Linked DNA regions of Mus musculus: all the other regions are linked to region 4. Evidence: chromatin contacts called from public Hi-C, HiChIP or PLAC-seq and promoter capture Hi-C data. All regions are on one chromosome and are shown on one strand. The core of a region is the stretch at or near the end of the contact, and the rest is flanking DNA. Distances in the headings are between cores, read along the strand shown. Region 1 holds the start of Sel1l3 (sel-1 suppressor of lin-12-like 3 (C. elegans)). Region 2 has its middle 52 kb from the start of Gm17182. Region 3 has its middle 14 kb from the start of Gm40303. Region 4 holds the start of Rbpj (recombination signal binding protein for immunoglobulin kappa J region). Region 5 overlaps Sel1l3 (sel-1 suppressor of lin-12-like 3 (C. elegans)). Region 6 overlaps Stim2 (stromal interaction molecule 2).

Region 1 (3,719 bases), core at 181-2,680, 380 kb after region 4:
CCCAGAACTCATAGGCAACCTAAGAAACCAAAAATGAGCAAGAAAGTCCCAGCTCTTTGCTGATAGCCCCACTGTAGCCAGGTCCAGAAACTGACTCTGAGCTTTTCCTCGATCCTCCCCGCCCCACCTCCCACCCCCCACCGCGCCTGGCATTACTTGGACCACAGTAGTGACAACTCCTCAGGGAAAGGGTTGTGTTCCTTGGCTTCCAATCTATTAATAGTTCCCATCCACACACATCCACATCAGTGCCAAAGGGACAAACTTTTCAACATGGGTTAACTATCTCAGGACACCAGCCCTTGGCTCACAAGCAGTCTTCTCAGCAGCAGGACAGCCAAGCACTTCCTGGAACTACAGGGCAAGCCCGAGTTGCTTGCCCTGTCCACGAGTCTCATGTCACCTGCCAGTGGCTCCAGAACCCAGGTCTACTAACATCCAGTCTCACCTTGCCTCCCCAAAACCTAGGATGTGTCCTGATTTTCAAAAAAAAAAAAAAGCTGTTTGCGCACTTCAAGGGCCTCACCTCCTTTCATTTGGGGCTTGGGTACGATTGTACTGGCCTAATTAATTCATTTTCTCCTCGTCCAAGTGGAAGCCAGAGCTCAGGGATGCAAATCAAATACAAACCCGCTCTGGGCGCCAATACTCCAGACAATTAAAACAAAGAGCGCGGAGGCAGCAGCGGCCACACCGCACAAAACCCTGGGGAAACATCCAGAACGAGTCGCCAATCAGGCGGCAGGGTGGGGCACAGCCTGGGCTCTAAACCTGCAAGCAGGAAAGCAGCCCCAAGCCCTGCAGGTGACAGGTGGAGGTTAGCAGGGGTCAAAATCCATCCCTAAGGATTAGAAGCCAAGCGGCTGCGTGGCTCAACTCCAAGAAAGCACTCTCGGCCCCCGCCCTGCCGGAATGGCGCCCGGGCCACCACTACCCCTCCACCCCCAAGCCACCAAACAAACCTCACTGTCTAGTGCTGGGGCGCGAAGTGGGAATGAGAGGCAAGCAGCAGGGTGGGCACCCGCTAGAGATGCGGGAGAGAGAGATGGAGAAGGGAGGGAGTTGGGGAGAAAGGACGTGGAGGAAACGGAGAAAGTGGGTAGTAGAAGGGGTGGGGGGGGGGGATCGCGGACTGCAAGGGCGCGGAAGGGGCGGAGGAGGAAGCAAGAGAAAGGGATGGGGGGGGCGACCGAGAGCCCCGCGGACCCGGGGGCGAACAGCGGCCGGGGTGGGGGGCGGGACCACGAGGTCCCCACCTGTGTGGGCGCCTACGGCCAGGAGGGGTGGACGTCGTGGGTTCGGAGGGAACGACCAGGGAGGCGGGCTGGGCAGGGAGGCCGAGGGAGGGAGGGGACGGGACTGCGAGCGGGGAGGAGCCGGCGCTCGGTTGGGGCTGCGGGGGCGGCGGCGGGAGCGGCGGTGGCGGCGGTGGCGGCGGCGGGTCCGGTGGCAGCGGCAGGTGGCCCCGCGCGCGGCGGGCCGCCGGCCGGGGGCGGGAGGGAAGGTGGCGCCTCGGGCGGGGGCCGGTCCCTGCACCAGGTGACCTGTTCCGGCCGGGATCCGGGCGGCCTCGCCATGCAGTGGCGCGGCGCGGGGCTTTGGTGGCCACGGCGGCGACAGCAGCAGCAGCAGCAGCAGCCCCCGCCGCCCGCTTTCGGTCCCCCGGCCGCAGCCATGGTCCCCCCGAGCCGCGGTGTCTCCCCGGGCCTCGGCGGCCGCCCTACCAGCGCATTGCTCTTTCTCTGCTACCTGGTGAGCGCCGGACCCTATTAGGGTCCTTCCTTCTGCGCGGGCCCTGGGGACGGGGTGGGGGTGGCCTGGGACCCCAACCGCAGGAGGTGGGGACGTCGCCGCGAGTTTGTCTCTTTTCCTTGCCACTGCGTCCCGGGCGCTCCCAGCCCTTGGGATGAGTACCCGGGTGCGTGGACCGGACTTGCGGGCTACTCTCGCTGGAGTCATTCCTCTTCCTCATCGCCTTGCTGGAGACCAGGGCTAGGTTCCCCTAGAGTACCCTTCTTGTCCCCAGCGACGTTGGACCCTCCCTACCCTGCATTTGCTTCCCGCCCCTTGGATCGTGGCTCCCCAGCCCTGTCCCCACCTGTCCTAGGCTTTTCATTCACCTTCTTGAAGCTCCTTTGCTCCGTGTGCCCAACTTCTCCTTTTTCCTGCCCCCACCCCCCACCCCGACCCTCCTTTGAGTTTGCATCGGGTTCTTTCCGTCCAGACGGTTCTGTGCCACCGCACATCGCATTTCCAGAGGCTCTTTCTCAACTCCTTGGTCACTCCAGCCAAGTTGCGGGTGCCAGAATGAAATCTACTTCTTTGTACCACGCTTACCGCCAGAGTGGTGACTTTAGTTGCGTCTTGAACGCTGTCGTTTCAGAGCTGCGTTTGGCTTATGCACAGTTTGCAATTTGCACACTTCTTGCCTTCTGTTAGACTTACAAACTAGATGGCAGTCACCTATTTTAAATACCAGAGAAAATGAGACCCTCAGAGTAAGGTGAGGAGCTATTTCCCAGTTCTTTGGCTGACTTGCTCTCTCCCATTTGTTCCTGAGTTCTGAGCAATAGTAAATTTACAGAAGGCTACACCCTTGCTGCCCAGCCTACCTTATGTTCCAGGATCCTGCGGAAAGCTTAGGTTATCTCGCCGAATATTACTGTAAATAAATGAAAAGGAAAATGCTGAATCATGAAACTGATGTAATAGGAAATTCACAGAATGCTTAAAAAACGAGCAATGTCATTGTCCAGAACCCCGTTCATGTGCACTGACGGTGTTTGGATTCTGGTCGTCTTCTAAGCTCACCTGCTAAGGAGGTGCTGACAGGGCTTGAAATTTAGGTTTGAAGAAACTTGTCACCTATGCAAGTTTGCTGTTGTTTTCAACACTCTTTACTTCTTGACTCTTTCATTTCTTGAAGCAAGGCAGTGTAAAAATGCAAATATTAATTGTGCCCCTCTCTCTACCTGTTGAACAATCCTTTCTTATATACTTGTTCCTTAGGATTAACTAATACCGTGTGTGTGTGTGTGTGTGTGTGTGTGTGTGTGTGTGTGTGTGTGTGTGGTTGGGTTTACTTTATATTTTCATAAGAAGATGCCAGGTAACGTAATGGGTATGATTTTTTTTTTTTTTGCCCAAGGGATGTTATTATTTAATATTTATGCCACGGGGTTACAGTACACAGACTCATAAATAAAGCTGCCATGTCAGATGACGGGGGGTTTTGTTTAAACAGATGATCCTGCATACAGAGCACTGCTGGTTAGTGCACAGCCAGAATTTATGGAGTTGAGCAGTCCATGAAATAGTTCCATTAAGATGATCTGGAAAGTTCCACGTGAGACTCTCAAGGCCTGGTTGGGGGAGGGGCACTTCTTGACAGCCGACAAAATCAGAGTAACAAGTGTAAAGACGTAAAGGCTGACGTGGCAGAGACAGAAGCTCCATGCTCTCCAATGGGGGTTTATAGGGACAGAGCCAAGAGGAGAAAGGATCCAAGTTTCAACAGGAGCGACTGAGGAAAGTGAGGTGCTGGACCCGTGATGTGGAGAGAACAACATGGACAGACATCTAGGTAGCTGGGTGAGGGGTGGATATAAGAAGATCACAGAGGCACCTATCAGGGTCCCTGCTTGAGTGCTTCCTTCTGGGGTGGGGGAAGAAGCAGCGTCTGATAGCAGGATATCAGACACTTGAATGAGCAAGAGAGC
Region 2 (3,933 bases), core at 397-2,896, 490 kb after region 4:
GGAAGTGGAGGAGTGTGCCCCACCTTGATGAGTTCCCAGCTCCACGGAACTATAAATCTCTGTTGCTCAAGCCACCCAGCCCGTGATGGTTTGAGATTGCCGTCTTTGCAAATGAATATAAAGAGTCACCGGTGTAAGAAAAATTGCACATGGTAGAACTTAGGGGATGTCTAAAGAGATTCTGGGAAGCCTTATAAGAATTTCAGCACCAGAAGAGGGCTGAGTCATCCTGCAGTGGACACTGCCCCATCCTACCCGTCCCACAACCCAGGGGCCCATCCAGGCCACTTGGGTTCTATCTAGCTCTTTGGACTCAAGCTATCTTCAAGCCTGGCAGTACTAGTATCACTTCTGAAACCCATTCCAAATGCTTCATGACTCCTCCCAGAGTCAGAGATGCCAGTCTTGCTTGGATGCTCCCTCCCACCAAGCTGTTGCTTTCGGTATCACTGAGTGTGGTTGACACTGTCAAGCCGGCACGATCTTCTTCACCTAGAAGAAAACCCTCTGCATATCTCTGAAAGAGTTTTAGATTAGCTTCCTTGAGGTGAGAAGATCCACCCTAAAGGCAAGCCACCCCATCCCATGGGCTGGGATTCTGGATCAAGTGAAATAGGAGAAAGTGAGTTGAACTCCTACATCCGTGTCTCTCTCTCTCTGCAGATGCCATCTGGCCAGCGGTCCCAAGCTCCTGCAGCCTCCCCTTCCTTGGTGAACCGTGTCCTCTCGTACTGTAAGATGAAATTAAGTCCACCTTCCCTCAAATTGCTTTGTTACACCTGTAAGCAAGGATCCTGGTGACACTCTGGGGCATTAGGAGGCTCCGTTATACCCCACAACACACAGACTTGGACCAGCATGGAGACTCCAGTGTCCTGTGAGAAAATATTTTGACCTCTGTTGATGACTAGGGTTCAGATACTCTCAAGTGGCCTGACAGATCTGAGGACCACCCCATCCTTCCCATCACACAACCCAGGGGCCAGCATCTAGGTCACTTCCTGGTCCAGCTCTTTGATCCCAAGCACAAGCCTCCAATGGTGGAGGTGGTGGGCACCGGGGATCTGGAGCCCAGACCCAGCCATAGGCCCTAAGGGCTGAAGGAGACAGGGTGAGTGTGTTGTTGCTTTCAGAGGATCTAGAAGCTTCTCAAGGTCAAATGACTTCCTGGGGCCTGAGCAGACTTTGTGATTCACTCCTGAGCACAAAGGAGACAGAGAACATTTTTGTCCTTGTGCCCTTTTTCAAAGCCTTTACTACAGTACTGCATCTGGCTCAGTGTATAACTTTCTACCAGTGTGTGACAGATGTGTTGTCCCACATGACGAAACTCAACTCCTCTTCTGGTCAGTCATGGTAACTCTACTGCACTTTCACCCACAACCAGCCTTTCAAGGGAGCTGAACCAAACTCAGAAGGGTCATCTGGCCGAGTTTCAGTCAGCACTTCAGGACCCTCTGCTGGGATGGCGTTTTCCTCTGATGTGGAGAAACCATGGTAAATCAGCCTTCTGTGTAAAGGTGACCGCAATTGCATTCCTGGAGTGTCGAAATCTGAGACTCTGAATATATATCTCTGGTTCCCACAGTACCAGTGCAAATCAAGACACACACTTCCTGCACCTCACAGATGAATCAGCCATTGCTACAGCAATTCTGAAGAAGAAACAACAGCAAGATGTCTAGGCTCAAAGCCAGGCACCTGGGGCGGGGACGGGGGGGCGGGGGCACGGGTTTATGTGGTTCAACAGATCCAGGCTGGACTCTGGACATGTGGTTCCAGCCTGTGGGTGTGGGGATCCACGCATGCTCTATACGACTCTCCTTCTGGGGTCAGTGGGCAACTGGAGCTTATTTACCTTAAACAGACCAGGCTATGCCACACGACTATGCTTCCTACGAATTCTTAAGAGTCAACAGATACAGAAGAGATTTCTGCCTTCCATTTCTCTGTCTAAAAGCAAGGCATTTTTTTTTCCCTCGCAGGGTACCCTCTCGTACCAGGAGAGGAGAGAGAGTTGTGATCGGTAAGAATCAGTTCACAGTCGGGCCTGTGTAAGCCAACCTAACACATTTAAAGCCCAGAGACACTGCTCAGAGGCAGAGTCCTGAACAAAGGCTTGAGCGAGGCAGACCCTTGGGTTTAATTCACAGCAAACCCAAAAACCTTTATCCTTCACTAACACCCCAAGGTTTCCGAAGTACTTCCCGTGATTCATTCTTCACTGAGGTACAAACTCCGTTTCCTTGCTTACAGTGACGCTCACTTAGGACTCAGTTTCTGCTGCTCAGGGTTCCCTTCTTTCTTGGTAAGCTCTCATACATGTAACACAGTCACGAAGACTGTGTCTTGTCCCCTGTTCCTCTCTTGTTCCTTTAATTGGCAAATCTCCCTCAGAATAATAGAAGAGAATGGTACACACTTTTGTCCTCTGTCAGACCTCCGTGTTCGTTGATATTTGTTTTGTCTCCTGCATGTAATTGCTGGGTTATTAAGGCAAGGGAATTTTTCAAATCACTCCTTATTCTAGTTTTCTTCCTATTGATGCAAAACAAAACAAAAAACACTGACAAAAAAAAAAAACAATTTGGAAAGGTAACGCCATTATCTCAGCTGCCTACTTACAGTCCGTCATGGAAAGAAAATTCAAGGCAGGAGCTCCAGGCAGGAACTAGAGTGGATCACAGAGAAGGGCTGCTCACTGGCTTGCTCTTAGCGACTCGCTGAGGCTTACTCTTTAATACAACCCAGGACCACCTGTCTGAGGGTGGTTTGCACGTTAATCATCAAGGGAGAAAATGCCCCCAGAGGGTGGCTTATTAGTATACCTGATGGAAGCATTGTGTCAATTGATGTTCCCTCTTCTCAGATCTCCCTAGTTTGTCTCAAGTTGAAAAATTGATCCCTGGTCAACTCAGCATACAAATACAGCTCTATTAAACAGAACCATTCTCTTTTTGTGTACCCCTTATCTTGTATTAATATCACAGTATAAAATAAAGTTAACTTTTGTCTTTGGATGTATTCTTCTCTCATACAATACATCCTGACCTCAGTCTCCCCTCCCCCAGTCCTGCCAGTTCTCCCCACCCCCACTCCCCTTCTCCTTTAGATCCACTGCTTATCCATTTCCCTGCAGAAAAGAGCAGGCCTCCCAGGGACAGCGACTGAACATGGCATGACAAGATTCAATAAGACTAGGCACAAACCCCATATGTCACTGCCGGACTAGGCAACCCAGTAGGAGGAAAAGGGTTCCAAGAGCAGGCAACAGAGTCAAGACACCCCAACCCCCACTGTCAGGAGTCCCACAAAAACCCTAAGCTAAACAACAGAACATATATGTAGAAAACCGAGAGCAGACCCATTCAGGCTCTGTGGTCACCACTTCGGCCTGTGAGTCCCTATGAGGCCTGCTTAGTTGGTTCTTTGTCTTTGTTTTCCTGGTGCCCTCAACCCCTGTAACCCCTACAATCCTTCCTCCCCTCATTTGCAGGGTTCTCTGAGCTCCACCTAATGTTTGGCTGTGGGTCTTCATTCGCATCTGCTCCTATCAGCAGCCAAAGGAAGCCTATCTGATGGCGATTGGGCTAGGCACTGATCTTTGAGTATAGCAGAATATCATTAAGAATCATTCCACTGACTTTATGATTGATTGATTTGATTGATTGATTGATTGATTGATTGATTGACTTGTTTTTGGCCAGCTGTGTTTGGTTATTCCCCAGGTCTCTGGGCCATCCAGTTCCTGGTTCCTGGCCATCCAGGCTATGTTGGGCCCCAAGTTAGACCAGTCATTGGTTGGTCACTCCCATAAACTATGAGCCACCATTGCCCCAGCACATCTTGCAGGCAGGACGGGTCTTGACAGTTCTGTGGCTGGGTTGGTGACCCAGTCCCACCATAGGAAGCCTAGCCTAGTTATGGAAGACA
Region 3 (3,920 bases), core at 176-2,675, 310 kb after region 4:
GACCTTGAGCTTCTGATCCTCTTGCGCTGGAATTGCAGATGTGGGCTGGATGCAGATGTGTGCTGGATGCAGATGTGGGCTGGATGCAGATGTGGGCTAGCACACCCACCCTTTCGTAGTACGGGGAATTGAACACAGGGCCTCAAGTATGTCAAGCAAGCACTCTGACTGACAAGTGAACGACGGCCCTAGCTCCTTGTCTTATTTCTAACTCACGTTCTCCTGGGGACCTTTGCAAAATGTAATGAAACTAGCTGCAGTAGAAATAAAACAGATCCATGACGCAAGATGCCAGCCAGCGTCTTCGTCAAGTGACTCTAAATGCTTTTGTATCTTTCTCTCATGTCTGTTGATCATTCTGGGTAGGAAAGAACAGCCCAACAACACTGCTAACCACGATCTATGATTAGGGCTGCTCTAGAGAGAGCAGCCTGGCTTTGTTTTGAAGTCTTCAGGAAACTTCCTGCTTAAGTTTCTTCATGCCTCCTACTAAATCAAATGAAAAAAAAAAATCTGCCTGGCATTTAAAGGTGGGCACCCCATGTCCTTACTACCACTCCATTCTTCCAGGTAACCATCTCTCAGTATCGATGGAGTGCCCACTGTGCATCGAGCTGACAGGTGGGAGAATGCAGTGGTGCACCAGACTCGTAAAGCCCATAATGTAATGATCCCCAAACACTGCTGTATCTAAAACAAGGCCACCATTGTCGTCCAGAGCTCCGTCCACACCATAGCTCCATCCCTTGCCACAAGTCAGAATTCTAGGTACTTCTCAAGACTAGTTTTTTAGCACTGTAAAAAAGTATAAGGTTTTTTAAAAAGGTATTTTTAATATATTAATCTGTATGATTTTACTTCATCTCTATTAACTATAAATGAGTTTTCAGTTGAATACATATCATGTATGCCATGCCTCATCTTGAATGAAGGCTCTAACATACAGTCTAAGACCAAAACTAAAGTGAGAAGAAAATGGCGTGAGAAGGGGATGAGGTCACCATAGTGACCATGGACATGCCGCACATTCACAGGCACTTCTTTTAAAGTTTTATTTCTGTGTGAGCACATATCACATGGGTGTTCACCACATTCATGACTGGTGCTCTCAGAGGGCATGAGATACCCTGGACTGGATTTAGAGGGTCGTGAGTGTGTGGTGCTGGGAATCAAACTATTGGTTCCCTTAACCTGAGCCCTCTCCCCAGTATCCATAGGCAGTTCTTGAAGAGCAGAGCCCCAGTGTCTGAGCTTCTTATCAGCCAAAGGGAATGGTCCTGTTACACACTTCAGTGTTCCCAGGCTGAAATTTGCAACTGCTCAGCGGTATTGCTATTTCTGGCTGTGGGCTTACAAATGTACCCACAGGAGGTACCGTTGGGCATTTGAATGGCTGGATGGAGCTTTCTTTATCCCAGTAACAGCAAGTATGCTTTCAGTTCCTCCCCTCCTGTTACAACCTCTTCCAACACAGCAAAACAGGTCCAGGACAACTAACCAGCCAGGGCAACAGATGAGATTCCACTACACAGTCCTCGAAAGGTTTGACTGAGGAGCAAGAACTCAAAACCTCCCTTGAAAACATTTCTGCTTCCATGCCCTCGTGCGAATGCAGAGATAATAATAAAAGAGACCCAAGGCAGAGAAACGTGAGAATGCAAAGGTCTTCTGTTGGGACAGATATTCACAAGTACTTATATGTGGTGCATGTATACGAAAGATATGTGGGTACATGTCAGTATGGATGGAAGCCATTCGGGGGCCAGCTGCCCTGCTCTCTCCTTGCCACCGAATGTCTGAGACAGGGTCTCTCGTTGAACCTGGAGCTTGACCGGCAGTCAGCGATCCTCGGTGGTTTTTCTGTCTCTTCCCCTCAGTGCTGGGGTTTCAGGTGCTTGTGGCCATGTCAGCTTTTTATGTGGTTGCTGGGGATTTGAACTCAGGTCTTCGTGCTTACATAAAGTGATCTTACCCACTAAACTGTTTTCCCAGAAACTACTTTATGTTTTAAAAAATAAAATTTTCTCATACAACATTCTATTAATCTACATAATCATAATTGACACTTTTAAAGTAATATAATTCTTGTTTTTTTAAGAATGTAGTAATACAGTGCATTTTTCTATAGGTATAATTTGCATGAACACAATGTGGAGCTTTAAAAAAATGTGTCATGTTTGTGCGTGCATGCAGAGGGCAAAGCGGGATCTTGGGTAACCCCACCGCTGCTCTCCTGCTTACAGCCTTGAGACAGTGTGTTTTAAAAAGTGTAAAGCTATCCAGAGATCAAAAGGTTTAAGATGTAATGGTCTGATTTTCCCCTAAAGGGGAAGTCTCTATCCCAGAAAGGTGACAGACAGTAGAAGTGTTGTCGTTCAAAGCACTTGGGAAATGATTACCCTCCCCAGGAAATCACCAAATTAGAACCCGATGTATCTAGTCAATAGCAGACCTGTTTCCTAAATGCACCTAAGCTGCCTCTTATAAGGAAAGTGCTTCAATCACTGTCCTTGGGAGAGGGGGGCACACTAGGACTCCTGGATTGTGAGGCCCTCTGTCTATCCTCACTAGGGCACCTCTCGCCACTCATGGGGCAGGCATGGGCAGCCCTCTGCAGGCTTGTCTGAGACACAGAACACTCCTGCTACAAGCGTCAAGGTGACTGAGGATAGGAAGCCCTTGTATCATTGCAAAAAGGTAGACTGAAGACAAGGGGAGGTAGGTCCCAGGACAAAGATCTGACTCAGGAGAGTCTGCTGCCACAGTCCTTCAGCCCAGAAGATGTACATGCCTCAGTCATCAGGCTCCATGGAGCATTTGCACGATTTGACTTTAAATTACATAACTTCTTGGTGCCCCCTCCAAGGAAAACAGTAGGCAAATGCACAACTAATTAGTCAGCTCCCTCTATTGGGTTGTTAACTGAACGTCAATTCTATATTAGGCAATGTCTCCCCAAAATGATGACTTTGGTTTTAGAACTATCAATCTCATTCCCGTTTGCCAGTCATTACATAATTGAGCCAGCAGTGTGTTAAGAGAATGCCAAGTTGACAATTATGAAATTCTGCCACCAAGCACCTCGTGAAAACACAGGCTGCAGAAACACAAGGCTTTCTGCTGAGAACAGTACCAAGTCGTGTAGCCTCCTGAGGCAAAAGTAGGCAGGGTACCAGAAGTGAGAAGTGAGAAGTGAGAGGGATCAAAGGAAAAGGGGAGTCGTAGGGAGGAGGGGAAGGCAGAAGACAGACACAGAAGGAACCAAAGACAAGGAAGCAAGGGAGGGAGAAAGTAAGCCCAGCAAGAGGAAACTGGGTCTTAGCATCACTGCCGCGACTCCTGGCGGGGAACCCGGTGGGCGACGGGCACTCCAGTAACAGCTGTGTTGGCTATTCTTGGTTGTCAACTTGATTTTATCCGGAAATAACTAAAACCCAAGTGCTTGGGTACACCTGTGAGGGATTTTTCTTAACTGAACCACGTGAACTGGGAGTCCCACCTTTAATCGGGATCTTTTGAGGTGGTAAGATCCACCTTTTGTCTGGGCCACACCTTTTGGTGGAGGCCTATACGAAAAACATGCAAGGAAGTGTGTGCTCTCTGCCTGCTTGCCGTTGCTCTCACGGGGATTACAGACGACTTTTTCGGGATTCTGGTAGATACTAAAGTCCAGCCTTTTGGACTGAACAACTATTGGATTCTTGGACTTTCCATTGATAAGACAGGCATGGTTGGATTAGGTGAACCACAGCCTGTAAGTCACTGATGTAAATCATATTCATCTCATCAGTTCTGTTTCTCTGGAGAACCTAATGCCACAGCTGCCACAAGAAGTGTGCCGCTCACCTTGTCTACAAATAGCTATTACTACACGGATATCTACTCAAATAGAATCTAGACAATAGCACTACTTCTACTTC
Region 4 (3,631 bases), core at 513-3,012:
TTGGCACCTGATTCCCAACGTCGGAATAGGAGTTGCCACACATCCACAGAAGTAAAAATCACAAACTACACACTCAAACTGCAAATTCAAACAACCATAAATGGTAAACTCATTTAAATTATGAAGAAGCAAGCCATTGATCAAATTCCCAAGCCAGATGTCTCCGAAAAGTCATTAAAACTGTAGATACAAATTCCAGGGGAAAAAAAAAAAGATAAACTTCATCAGCCCAACATTCACAAGTTTACAACATCAAAATTCACTCACCTCCTATTCACATCAAACGCACATCCACTGCGAATATCTGAAACTATTCTCCATCACCAACAGGGGGTGGGGTGGGGGGGTGGGAAGTACCTTTGAGCCTACTTCTAACAGTCTTAAAATATACCCTTCCATTAGCCCTCAGGTAACCCAGGTGCAAGGCTACTGCGGATGCCCTTGGCCTGGGGCCGTCAGAAGCCAATGATGGGGACGGCAATAACCATCAAGAAATCGAGATCCTTTTCCAGCGCTACTCTTACCAAGCAAAACAATCACGGGCCCAGAAAGATGGCAAAGAAAAGTGGGGTCGTTTTAATCCCAAGAGAGGGGCGCATAGGGGTGGGTAGGGGTGTGATCCCGAGAGAAATGGGTGCGAAGGAAGAAAGGAGGGGCGCGGAAGGAGCAAACTTAAGTATCTCAAGCATCTCCCAGACTCAAACAACAAAAGCAAACCCTAGAGTCTGTGCGCACTTAGAAGCACCAGATGGAGTCCCCGGGGTTGAGACAGTTCAACAGACAGACACAGTGGGCAGCGGATAAATCAGGCAGTGACGCGAGGGGAAGGGGATGCTAAGAGAATGAGACACTACATAGGGGAGACAAAGCCTTGGGGGGGGGGGGTGAGGACCAAAGAGAAAAAGGTGAGAGGGGATACACACGAGAAAGACAATGGAAGAAAGAGAACGGCAGTAATCTGGTGCCAGGGCTATGGCAGGTCACCCAGCTACTGAAGAGAGGGATACAACAAAGGGGCACGGGAGGAGGGACAGCGGGCGGAGTGGAGGTGCAGACGGGATGCGGGGCGCGCAGCGGCTCCCACAGAGAGCCTAAGGCGGCGAAACAAAGGGCTGGGGGCAGAATCGCGGGGGGCAGCGCACACAGACAAAGCGCTCCGGCGCCCAGGGCAGCGGCTGGGAGGACAGGCGACGCGGGCCACGCACGGGGAACAAAGCTGCGCCGGGATCCCCGCCAGGCCCGCCGAGGGGGGCGCGCGCCGGGCACGGTGCCTACGGCCCCGCGCGCCGGCCGCACTCCGCCCGCAGCCGCCGGCCTCGCCACCGCCCGCCCTCACGCGCCCGGAGCCCGCTCCACCGCGGCGCACGGGCGAGCCCCGCACCGGCCCGCGCCATCGCGTCGCCGCCCCGCGCCGCCTCCCGAGGCCCCGGCGCGCCGCGCGGCCCCGGCCCGCCGCCTGCCGCCGGCGGTCAGACGCCCGCAACTTTCCCGGTTCCCAGCACTCGCTGCCCCCTCAGACTTACCCTGTCACAACAGGCGCCATCTTCCACAAACTCTCGCCAAAACTCCAACCCTCGCGAGATTCCCCCCGCCGCCTTTCCCTGCTCCTCTCCCCCGCCCCTTCCCTCGGCCTCGCCGATCGCTGCCACCCGGCCCCCGCGCCGTCTTTCCCCGCTTCGCCGCCGCCGCCGCCGGGAGCCAGCCGCCTCGCGCCGCCCGCGGACTAAGGGATCTGCTCACTGCCTTTCCCTAGAAACCTACCCCGCCGATGGAGCATGCGCAGGCCGCTCCTCCGCGGACAAGCCCTCCGAGTAGTCCATGGGGAGCGCTCCGGTTATCCGGGTTTTGGGACGCGCCCTCGGGGACGTACGTGGAGACTGAGGAAAACCGGAGGGCATTACTACGGGGACCGGGACTGGAGGGGTCAGGAGGCGGGGCCCCGGGGCCGGGAGGAGGGGTCCTGGGAAAATGCGAGCGTCTCACAGGCCTAGAGGAGACGCCTCCTCGAGTGGGTGTTTTCCAAGTGGCTTCCCGCTCGCCGCGGGTTCCCAGCCTTTTTCATTCATTCCGACGTTCACTGGACACCTCCCTTATGCTAATCTCAGTATCAGGTGCCGGAGCGGCGGAGATCGGGACAGAGCCCCGGTCCCCGGTGACCTGCCAGCGACTGTCTCCATTCATTTGCTCCCGCACGACCCGCACACGCGGCGAGACAGGCGTGATCGCCGCGTGAGCTGACCCTTCCCAAGAGCTCTGCAGGGGAAAAGCATTAGGGGATAAGCTCTGTGCCTTTCGCCGCTTCTCCCCGATGCGAGCTGGGGTCATCCCGAGGTCAGCCTCGCGCAAAGGTGTCCCCCCTAACCCCCCGATGTTCACTTTGCACCCACACGTCAGAGCCCCGAATGGTTGTCCCCAGAGCCACCACTACAAGCCCGGGCACTTGGGAGCGAGCTACCCGCCCAGCTCCGACTGCCTGGGGAACTCATGGCAGCAGCCAGCTTGCAGGATGTAGGTGTGGGTGCAGACGTGTAGGTAACTGCCTAGAAACAGCTCCTCCGGCGGTGGCCCGATGCTGTCGCCCGATGCTTGTCTTGCCTGGGACACCTCTCGGCAGGTGGTGGCCCGAGACCTGTCCCTCCGGTCCCCTACCTGCTGATCCTCCCTGCTCCCCCCCCCCCCCCTTCCCGGCCCTTTGCTTTCCAAGAGATTTCCCAGCTCCTGCATTGCCTGCCTCCCGCAGGGAGCCACAAAAAACCCGGAGAACTGGATCAGCCCGCCCGAGACCCGCTCCGGAGCGCCGCAGGATTGGCGCGGCGCGCTCGCGCCACTGCGCATGTGCGCAATGCGGGCAGCCGGAGTCTCACGCTACACCTCCTCCCGAGCGCCTTCCACCGCTCGGCTCAGACACAACACGGGCCGTGGGAAATTTCCTAAGCCTCGCGAGAACGCGCTCTCCTACCCACCCCGCGGGCGGCTGGGCGTGCGCCCTACATCGCGCAGAGCCGGGGCCCCGACAGGTGTTCGTCCCGTGCGGCTCCCGGGACGCGGAAGGCAGGGTCCGACAGGCGCCCGCGAGGCGGGGCGGGGCGGGGCGGTGGGCGCGTGGCGGGGAGCGGCGGGCTGAGGCCGCCCCGGCACACTCACGCACGCGCCGGGGAGGCTTCCTGTCGCCCTCCCGAGCCTGGTACTTTCCTGAAATGTGACAGACGTGGTGCCCCCCGCCTCCGGGAGCTGTCAGCCAGCCCCGTGTCGGCTTTGAGTCATGCATCTGAGTCACCTAGTCTGGCCTCCACTTCACTTGCTCTACAACAAGTTTGGATTCCCTTAACTATTCTAGCAATGGTTGGTTTGGGGTTTTTTTGTTTGTTTGTTTGTTTTGTTTTTGTTTTGTTTTTTGTTTTGTTTTGTTTTCCTTTATAGTGTCTTCGATGGCTTTGTGAGCCGGCAAGGCTCCGGGAAAGCTGAGCTTAGCGATCTCAAACGTTTGCATTGTGGTACGAGAACACGATTTAAATAGCTTCCCCTTAGTCTGTTCCTAGCCTTTAAAGGAATCCTACATACATACCAGTTTCTGTCTCCCCTCCCCCCCAGATGACTTAAAACGCCAGTTTTGTTTCCTTCCTCTTTCTAT
Region 5 (3,826 bases), core at 300-2,799, 400 kb after region 4:
TTAGATAAAGAACTGGAGAGCCTGCATTTTCCCTATACGATCTGTCAAGGACATGCCAGTGCTCTAGAGTCCCGTGTTAGTGAAAAAAAAAATGTGGAAGTGAAAGTGCTGATGTCCCACTTGATGATTTGTCATAAAGATGACTGATATGACCTTTGAAATGTGCTTATCACACTGCCTGGCACACACCAAATGTTAGTTACCATGTTGGCAAACCCTGCCTCTGTTTCCCCAGTCTATACCCTGGCCATAATAATGAGGATTCAACAAGGTAATAATGTATATGTGATATGTATAGCAATGACTGTGCCATCAGGAGTTCTGTCAAAGTGAGAACGTCTTTGTAACACAAGTCGAAAATGTTTTCCCTCGAGTTAAAGGGCTGTATGCAATGTGGTTAAGAACACACCAGCTGGAGATGGTAACGGGCGGCAGAATGGGCTTGCCTACCTTGTGCAAGGCCTGGGGCCCATCTTGAAAATGGGTGGATGGATAGATCGATGCCAGAATTTAAACCAAAAAAAAAAAAAAAAAATCTGTCCTTATAGCTTCTGAACTTTGTGAATGTAACCTTGGACTTCCCCTCCACAGAATGGGACTGATAACAAAACCTTTCTTTCTAAGATTGTGATGAGAACCAATAAGGACAGTCTTGCTGCTATGCCTAGCGTGGTGGTTCCCGGCTCAGATTCTGTGTTCTGCGAATGCTCGCTCGCTCGCTCGTTCATCATTTTAGGCTGTTGCTTTAACCATTTGGGGGGAACTGAGGGTGTGAGTTGGGAAGGGGTGCCTCTCTGGAGAGAACCAAAGATGACTTCTATGATGTTTGCAGATGCAGTTGCCCTCCTCAGCTTCCCCTATGCTTCCAGCGGAGAAAACACAGGCATCGTGAAGAAGCTCCAAAATTTCCAGAACAGAGAGCTAGAGGCCACTCGAAGCCAGCGCGTGGACTACCCCATGTAAGGGTGGGCAGGTCGGGGGCTGGTGGGGCGGGCCTGTTTGTATCTGACCACCTGGCAGGCTAGTGGCAGAATTCCTTCTGGGGTTCTGTGCACAAATGCTTAAAGAGAACCCTCCAGTTCCATTAACCAGGAAATGTTAATGTTAGGTGGAAATTATTTCTGCACTTAGGAATCTTCTACTTTCCTTCGTCTTTTTTGGGCTGGTCCCAGAGAGCACGCAGCAAGGTGTTGAAGCTTAGGTCTGCTGAGGCTTCAGGCACACTCATCCACAACCAGCATAGATTGTACTCATGGCCTTGGCCTGTTCGGTCCTGGAACACTGGACAAGTTTGCTAGAACCCTCGGGGCCTCTGCTCTCCTCCACTGACTTCAGCAGAATCCACATCTATTTTTCCTTCTGCTGAGCTGAAGATGCTGGAAATGGCGCCTAGCTCACCTCGGATCGGATGGATTTAGCTGAGTGATTTAATTCTTCCTGTGCTGCTGGCGGTAGAAAGATCTTGAGTCACTCGCCGAGCGTATGTTCTCGCTAAGCTTCCTTGTAATAACTTATCTTCATGAGCTTGCTCAGCTGGGTGGGTCAGGAGGGAAGTCTGTGACACCATCTGTTTGCATAATGTGACACTGACTTCAAGGCCAGCTTACGAAGCCCAGAATATTCTGAAAGAGTTCTTTGGCTGAATCCTCCAAAGAACTGAGGGCCACTGCCACCTTAACCCAGGCTTCAAATTAGCTACTGGGGTGAATGGAAAAAGCAGGATGTGTTTGTTTAATGTCGAGTCACATGTCATACACCAAACCCTCTGATTCCTTGCTCCTTGTCTCTGAACTACTGGTCTCTAGCACTGTATCTTGGCTAAAACTGTCCTAGCTGACTTGGATATTTTATCCTCGTTCCTTAAGTCACAGATGTACAGTTTTTCCCTTTTGTATGTGCATGTATGTGCATTTTGTTTGTGTGCAGGTAGATGCATGTGTGCATGCATTTGGAGGCCAGGAGTCAACCGTCAGCTGTCCAGGTTGAATTGTCCAACTTGTTTTTGAGGCAGGGTTTCTCACTTGGCTGGATCCTGCCAACTAGGCTAGCCAGTGTGCCTCCTGGGAGTCTCCTGTCTTCCCCTCACACCCCCAACTCCCCCAGAGCTGGGATTACAAGCAAGTACCACTACTCTTGGGTTGCTGAGTTATCAGGTCGTCATGTCTGTAAGGCAAGCACCATCTGAGCCATCTACTCTGCCATAGTGTCTTTTTTTTTTTCCTTCCCCCAACTGAAATAGCCCCATGCAGAAATGGAATAATTAAATGAACTGTATCCTATAGGTTGGCTAGAATTGGACTACTGAAGCACCTGGACATGAGAGAGAGGACAGCACATTTGTGTCCACGTGTCACGTGAGGGGCCATTTGCAGAGCATTACAGTTGGGGCTTTCATCCTTGAAAGAAACAAAATTGCTCAAAAAGCCCTAATTATGGTTTTTCTCCCCCTCTTCTAATCACAGATATTAGAATAGCTCCTTATCACATCACCTCTTATTAAAATCCATATTTTTATTCACTGTCTCGCTTTATCAGCCTCAATGAGGGATTCAGATTGCTGGCATGTGAGCATCTCAGCGAGTCCCCCCAGAACATTTCGGGAAAGGTAGAGCGTCAGCGGGTTTTGTACAAAAGAGCTTAACTCCTATCTCTGCAGTTACTATAACTACCTCTTTTGTCTCAAAATCTCAGGCTTTGCAAGCTGATCTCCCCTGATGAACACTAAGGCAAATCCACCCCTTCGTTAGAAAGAAAGCAATTTACTTGGTCATTGTTAACTGTAATTACCTGTTCTCGGATGATATCAATCTGCAGAATTTTCCTTCTGCCTCCCTCCTTTAGGGTCACCATTTCACTGTGGCTTTATTTACTCCATTATTGCGAGGCCAGCCTCTGTGGAATTCTGTACTTTGTTGATTCTAATGAGATGTACGGCACGCCTTCTGTGTTTCTTACGGAAGACGGTGAGTATCAACAGAGCCTGGGAATGATCTTGTAGTTTCCTTATTCTCTTTCCCCTGGCAGAAGCATCTGTGCGGGATAAGGAAGATATTGTCAGTGCCGTGGCGCTAGGAGGTTAAACTACGCTTTATTTTGCAAGCAGCATTGAGGATTGTATGTGTATTGTAATTATGCCACTTAGATGTGTAATCCAATAAAACAGGAGTGGGGAAAGAGAGGCTCGTTTCTTCCATTAACACACACACACACACACACAGAGTTGATTGTTTTGGGTAGACTCAGTCAAGTAATCTTACTAAAAATGATTCTGGAATTATGACAACTGTACAAAGTTGGAAAAAAAATAAATTGGAGAGATACGGATGAATTTGGGATTCAGGTTGTTAGACAAAGGTATCTTTGTTTTCATTTGGAAATAGAAATTGAACTAGAAACTGGGTGTTGTTTATGCAGACAAGACCATAGGGGATCAACAGTGAGCTTCAAATTAAGTAATTTTTTCTCCCCTTAAGGCCTCAGAATAAATACCATATTTACAAAGAAATGTATGTAAAAACACATTTTTGGATGTTGCTAATTTTGTTTTGTTTTGCTTTTCCCTTCCTTCCTTCCTTCCTTCCTTCCTTCCTTCCTTCCTTCCTTCCTTCCTTCCTCCCTCCCTCCCTCCCTCCTTCCCTCCCTCCTTCCCTCCCTCCTCTCTCTCTCTTTCTTTCTTTCTCTCTCTCTCTCTCTCTCTCTCTCTTTCTCTCTCTCTTTCTTTCTTTCTTTCTTTCTTTCTTTCTTTCCTTATCAAAGTCTCCCTGTGCAGGAAGAGGGGAACTCACTGTGTAAGGCAAACTGGCCTGGGACTGGAACTCTCGATCCT
Region 6 (3,530 bases), core at 156-2,655, 440 kb before region 4:
ATTATTGATTGGTGTAATGATAGTCATACATACTGTGGTGGTTTGAATGAGAAACAACTCCCACAGTCATAGGTGTTTGAACAGCATTCTCGAGTCAGTGGGCTCTTTGCAGAGGTTTAGGAGGTATGGCCCAGCTGGAGAAAGCATGCCATTGAAGGTGAACTTTCAGAGTTGAAAGGCTCCTTGCATTTCTAGTTTTCTCTCTCTCTGCTTCATGCTTGAGTTTGAAGTTAGGAGCGTCCAGCCTCCTCCTTCAGCTGACATTCCTCCCTGCTTTCAAGTGTAATGGATTCCTCTCACCCTTCTGGAATGAGAAGCCCAAATCAACTCTTAAAGTTTCCTTGGCTTTAAAGTTTTATCAGAGGAACAGAAAAGTAACTAATGCACATGTGGTATTCTTTAAGTTATAGTAATTTATTTAGTTTGCCTTGTTTGGTATCAAACCCAGACCCTTGAACGTACTAGGAATGCTGATTTATATTTCTGTAAGGGAAAAGTTACTAACAGAGACTTTTAAGACTACTGAGCAGGAAAGAAAGTCTGGACAAAGCAAGCAAAAAGAAGACCATAAGAGGGAGGAGAAAAATATTAAGATCGGGTCTATACTTTAAGGAACCCAGAACACTGTAGAAGGCAAAACAAAATTTTAGGTATCTATTTGGTGTTTACAATATTCTACAACATTTTTAATCATATATATTTATGGGTTTTTTTAATTATTATTGTCACAATGCCCCAGTATCCTTACATCAATTAAAAAAAAAATTAAAAAGTCCTGTGCATTCTTCCTACACTGTCTCTGGCCTCATCTACTCTTGCCAATGCTTATTACCTGCCCTAGAGTCTACTCAAAGTTTCTGCAAAGTACAACCATGCCACCCTCTAGCTAAGAGAAAGGGAAGGCATCGCATGCGTCTCTGTACTTACTGTCAGGGTTGTCAAGAAGCTTTATACGGTTGCATCGACCACCGTCTAAACACACACACATACACACACGGTCTCTGATAGTCACATTCTCCCACTCCCCCTCCCCATCCTCTCCCTCTCCTCCTCCCCCTGCAGTGTCTTCGGAACCATGCATCACCCATGGCTATGCATGCACACTTGCCCAGCTGTTCATCATTCCCACTCAGTGTCCAATCACGGCTTTGCTTCACCCCCTGCTCTAGCATGCAGAACATGTACCCAGCAGGCATAACTGAAATAATATTCTGGCCTTGTACTAAAATGGTAAGCAATCTTTCTAACTAAGTGTATGAAAGAAACTGCCATTTGTTGACTTGGCTGTCTCCATTCTCCTCACAGATTTTCTCTACAGCAAACATGAAAAGGCACTGTCCTACCTGTCAGAGTTCTGCTCTCTTCTATTTAACCACAGATGAGGAGATCCACAGCCCCAACTTCCTCATTCACCAAATAAGAGGAACTGGTCATGGCACTCAGCTTGTTAAAATCTCCTCTCTAAATGTAACTGGGAGGCAATGTTTACCTAACTTTCAATCAGCCACCATGGTACTTTTGAAGATGAACCAACACTGTATGAGTAAACAAGCATGTATGCACACACATTGCATTCTCATAACGCAAATAACACCGGCCTGTTAGAAAGTTTCACTGCTCCTTGACTCTTTAGTGTGATAAACACCATTCATACAAAAGTTACCTTCTGACATTACTAAGCCAAAACATAGAAAAAGAACTCACATATTTTGTTTCACATATCATACACTAAAACTCAATTCTATTAATCAAATGAGAATTCATTTACAACCCAAGGCATGATAGTCATCTTTCACCTTAGCATTTACTAAAGCATAAAATATACAGCTTTACAATAAATACATTTGGCATAACTATATGCTCATGGTTGCATTGGTACTTAATCAAAAACAAGTAAACTCCAAAGACAGTGGGTCACCGTGGAGAGAGGACAAATGATTAAGAAGAACAACCGTACTAAGAACAATGGACTTCTTGATGTAGGTGCTAACTAGCAAGTATGTGCTTTGAAAAACACAGATAAGCTGAGTTTTGATGACTGTATAAAACACTTTGAAAGGTAAATATCATATGATGTAAGCCTGTGAAAGACAACAGTGAACAGATCAACACACCCACTAAGAGTATCTGTCCCTGTGCATATATGCTAACAGTAAGCTTATTCCTGCTTACTATACAATGTACACTTTAACTAAGAAAGGAAACAGCACATTTCAGAAATCACTGGTTTCTAAAATGAAACAAGTTTTATAATTCAAAGGTGTTACTAATCAACAGACAGAAGACAGTCATTTAGTGTGAAGCCTGTATCTAACAGCCCTGTGAACTGCACTTAGCTTCTCCGAGACTCTGATACCTCTCCTATAACATGAGACTCCTCCCCTCAGTCTGCTGGGAGGACCAAATGAGTCACTTCATACAAAGCGTTGGGTTTTGCTCATGCAGGACACTTAATCTGCTAGTGTTGCTACACAATAGTGTTTCTAGGCTAGCCAGCAGGGTTAAGTACTGAAATGGAGCATGGCCCCCTCTTCAAATATTTGTACTTACCCAACATGCAAAGCAGTATCATTAATTGTTAAGTTTCCTTAGTGTTTAAGTTTGTCAAAGCAGTTGCCGTAGTAGCAATTAACCATACTCCAGTCTCATTCTAGTTTTAATCCTTTATTATAGCTAAGACCTGAAGCGCTTTTAAAAATTAAATAATTGTACATGATCATAAAGCTATGTCATGCTTTGAGGAAGTTACTATGTGCTGAATGCAGTGTTCAACATTTGTTTCCTATATTCACAACAATCCTATTAATAGATGTATTTAATACGCCTACTAGAGTAGCATAAATCCATTTTACTAGGAAGTCCATTCTGTGCCCTTCAGTCCTTCACTTCAGTTGGCAGACAGGAAGGGTCTCTGACTGTTTGCAGAATCCAGATTGTAAAAAAGAGGTGAGAGCTCTCCAGGCCAGCTTCTGTTCCATGGTATTTTACAGCCACCATCTTCTCTGCCAGAGGACATGAAGAATTCAAGCATCTAATCCCATTATTTCAATCCTGCTTGAGATAATGTTCCTGATTTAATGGGAAGTTTATCCATTAGCCAGGTGTTAATCCGGGTGACAATTTGATAAGCCTATTGTTAACAGAAACTTTTCAGAAAATATGGTGCTCCAGATCCACTTGATGTCCATATAATGAATTTATCAGTGTCATACCAAAACATCCAGCCTTGAAGATTTATGTGAGCCACTTAGGAACCCAGAAGTATATTCCAAGACCTTTACATGCTTTCCCCTGTCTACGAGTTAAGCAAAATGATGTAATATAACACTATCTCCTTCAAATAAATAAATGTAGAAGGAAACGTCCATTTTAAATCTGTCAGTCTTTTTCATATTATATTTCCACTGTACAATTCTACTTCCAACTGTAGCTTTGTTACAGAATATGAATCTATTACAAAGCTTTGCTACATACCACATAACTTATTGTATACTCTCAGTACCTCAGACAATGTCCTAGGATATACCAGT

What was found. Promoter capture Hi-C pulls out the DNA fragments that hold promoters and counts their contacts. A called contact is a pair of places that touch in the nucleus more often than the background predicts. HiChIP or PLAC-seq counts read pairs in DNA pulled down with a chosen protein or histone mark.
Region 1: a promoter capture Hi-C map of liver shows a contact between it and region 4, with 4 times the contacts expected there. The contact joins the promoter of Sel1l3 here to the promoter of Rbpj in region 4. A contact is called at or near these places in 7 of 39 promoter capture datasets (the C10 cell line, embryonic stem cells, hippocampal neurons and 2 more), 1 of 15 datasets of contacts at CTCF or cohesin (large pre-B cells), 10 of 484 Hi-C or Micro-C datasets (Sertoli cells, cerebellar granule neurons, cerebellum and 5 more), 10 of 115 datasets of contacts at active chromatin or transcription factors (astrocytes, bone marrow-derived macrophages, embryonic forebrain and 7 more) and 1 of 9 other capture datasets (adipose tissue).
Region 2: an HNF4G HiChIP or PLAC-seq map of pancreatic cancer cells shows a contact between it and region 4. The contact joins the enhancer-like site here to the promoter of Rbpj in region 4. A contact is called at or near these places in 2 of 15 datasets of contacts at CTCF or cohesin (large pre-B cells and pro-B cells), 1 of 484 Hi-C or Micro-C datasets (cerebellum) and 1 of 115 datasets of contacts at active chromatin or transcription factors (pancreatic cancer cells).
Region 3: a contact with region 4 is called in an H3K4me3 HiChIP or PLAC-seq map of the 230-238 cell line, with 3 times the contacts expected there. The contact joins the enhancer-like site here to the promoter of Rbpj in region 4. A contact is called at or near these places in 1 of 15 datasets of contacts at CTCF or cohesin (pro-B cells), 43 of 484 Hi-C or Micro-C datasets (the AML12 cell line, B cells, the G1E-ER4 cell line and 31 more), 15 of 115 datasets of contacts at active chromatin or transcription factors (the 230-238 cell line, the SCID.adh cell line, bone marrow-derived dendritic cells and 11 more) and 3 of 9 other capture datasets (adipose tissue, liver and pancreatic islet).
Region 5: a contact with region 4 is called in a Hi-C map of peritoneal macrophages, with 4 times the contacts expected there. The contact joins the enhancer-like site here to the promoter of Rbpj in region 4. A contact is called at or near these places in 2 of 484 Hi-C or Micro-C datasets (Sertoli cells and peritoneal macrophages) and 3 of 115 datasets of contacts at active chromatin or transcription factors (embryonic stem cells, extraembryonic endoderm stem cells and forebrain).
Region 6: a contact with region 4 is called in an H3K4me3 HiChIP or PLAC-seq map of bone marrow-derived macrophages, with 2.7 times the contacts expected there. The contact joins the enhancer-like site here to the promoter of Rbpj in region 4. A contact is called at or near these places in 3 of 115 datasets of contacts at active chromatin or transcription factors (bone marrow-derived dendritic cells, bone marrow-derived macrophages and thymic regulatory T cells).

The regions. Positions count from the first base shown.
Region 1 is chr5:53,211,163-53,214,881 of GRCm38.p6, reverse strand. Sel1l3 (sel-1 suppressor of lin-12-like 3 (C. elegans)) reads left to right here and starts at 1,430. Exons shown (of 24, transcript NM_172710.3): 1 at 1,430-1,752. The coding sequence starts at 1,576.
Region 2 is chr5:53,099,869-53,103,801 of GRCm38.p6, reverse strand. No RefSeq gene overlaps it. Among named protein-coding and RNA genes, the nearest start is that of Gm17182, 52 kb to the right of the region's middle. Within about 2 kb of position 1,646, at least 33 of the 459 cell types and tissues checked have an H3K27ac peak or open chromatin away from gene starts, as enhancers often do. A contact at or near this core is called in pancreatic cancer cells, where this site is marked.
Region 3 is chr5:53,278,731-53,282,650 of GRCm38.p6, reverse strand. No RefSeq gene overlaps it. Among named protein-coding and RNA genes, the nearest start is that of Gm40303, 14 kb to the right of the region's middle. Within about 2 kb of position 1,425, at least 15 of the 459 cell types and tissues checked have an H3K27ac peak or open chromatin away from gene starts, as enhancers often do. A contact at or near this core is called in the 230-238 cell line, pre-pro-B cells and pro-B cells, where this site is marked.
Region 4 is chr5:53,588,617-53,592,247 of GRCm38.p6, reverse strand. Rbpj (recombination signal binding protein for immunoglobulin kappa J region) reads right to left here and starts at 1,762. Exons shown (of 11, transcript NM_001080927.2): 1 at 1,524-1,762. The coding sequence starts at 1,543.
Region 5 is chr5:53,185,089-53,188,914 of GRCm38.p6, reverse strand. Sel1l3 (sel-1 suppressor of lin-12-like 3 (C. elegans)) reads left to right here. Exons shown (of 24, transcript NM_172710.3): 3 at 833-959; 4 at 2,842-2,963. Among named protein-coding and RNA genes, the nearest start is that of Sel1l3, 26 kb to the left of the region's middle. Within about 2 kb of position 1,549, at least 31 of the 459 cell types and tissues checked have an H3K27ac peak or open chromatin away from gene starts, as enhancers often do. A contact at or near this core is called in peritoneal macrophages, where this site is marked.
Region 6 is chr5:54,023,711-54,027,240 of GRCm38.p6, reverse strand. All of the region lies in intron 1 of Stim2 (stromal interaction molecule 2), which reads right to left. Among named protein-coding and RNA genes, the nearest start is that of Stim2, 27 kb to the right of the region's middle. Within about 2 kb of position 1,405, at least 72 of the 459 cell types and tissues checked have an H3K27ac peak or open chromatin away from gene starts, as enhancers often do. A contact at or near this core is called in bone marrow-derived macrophages and thymic regulatory T cells, where this site is marked.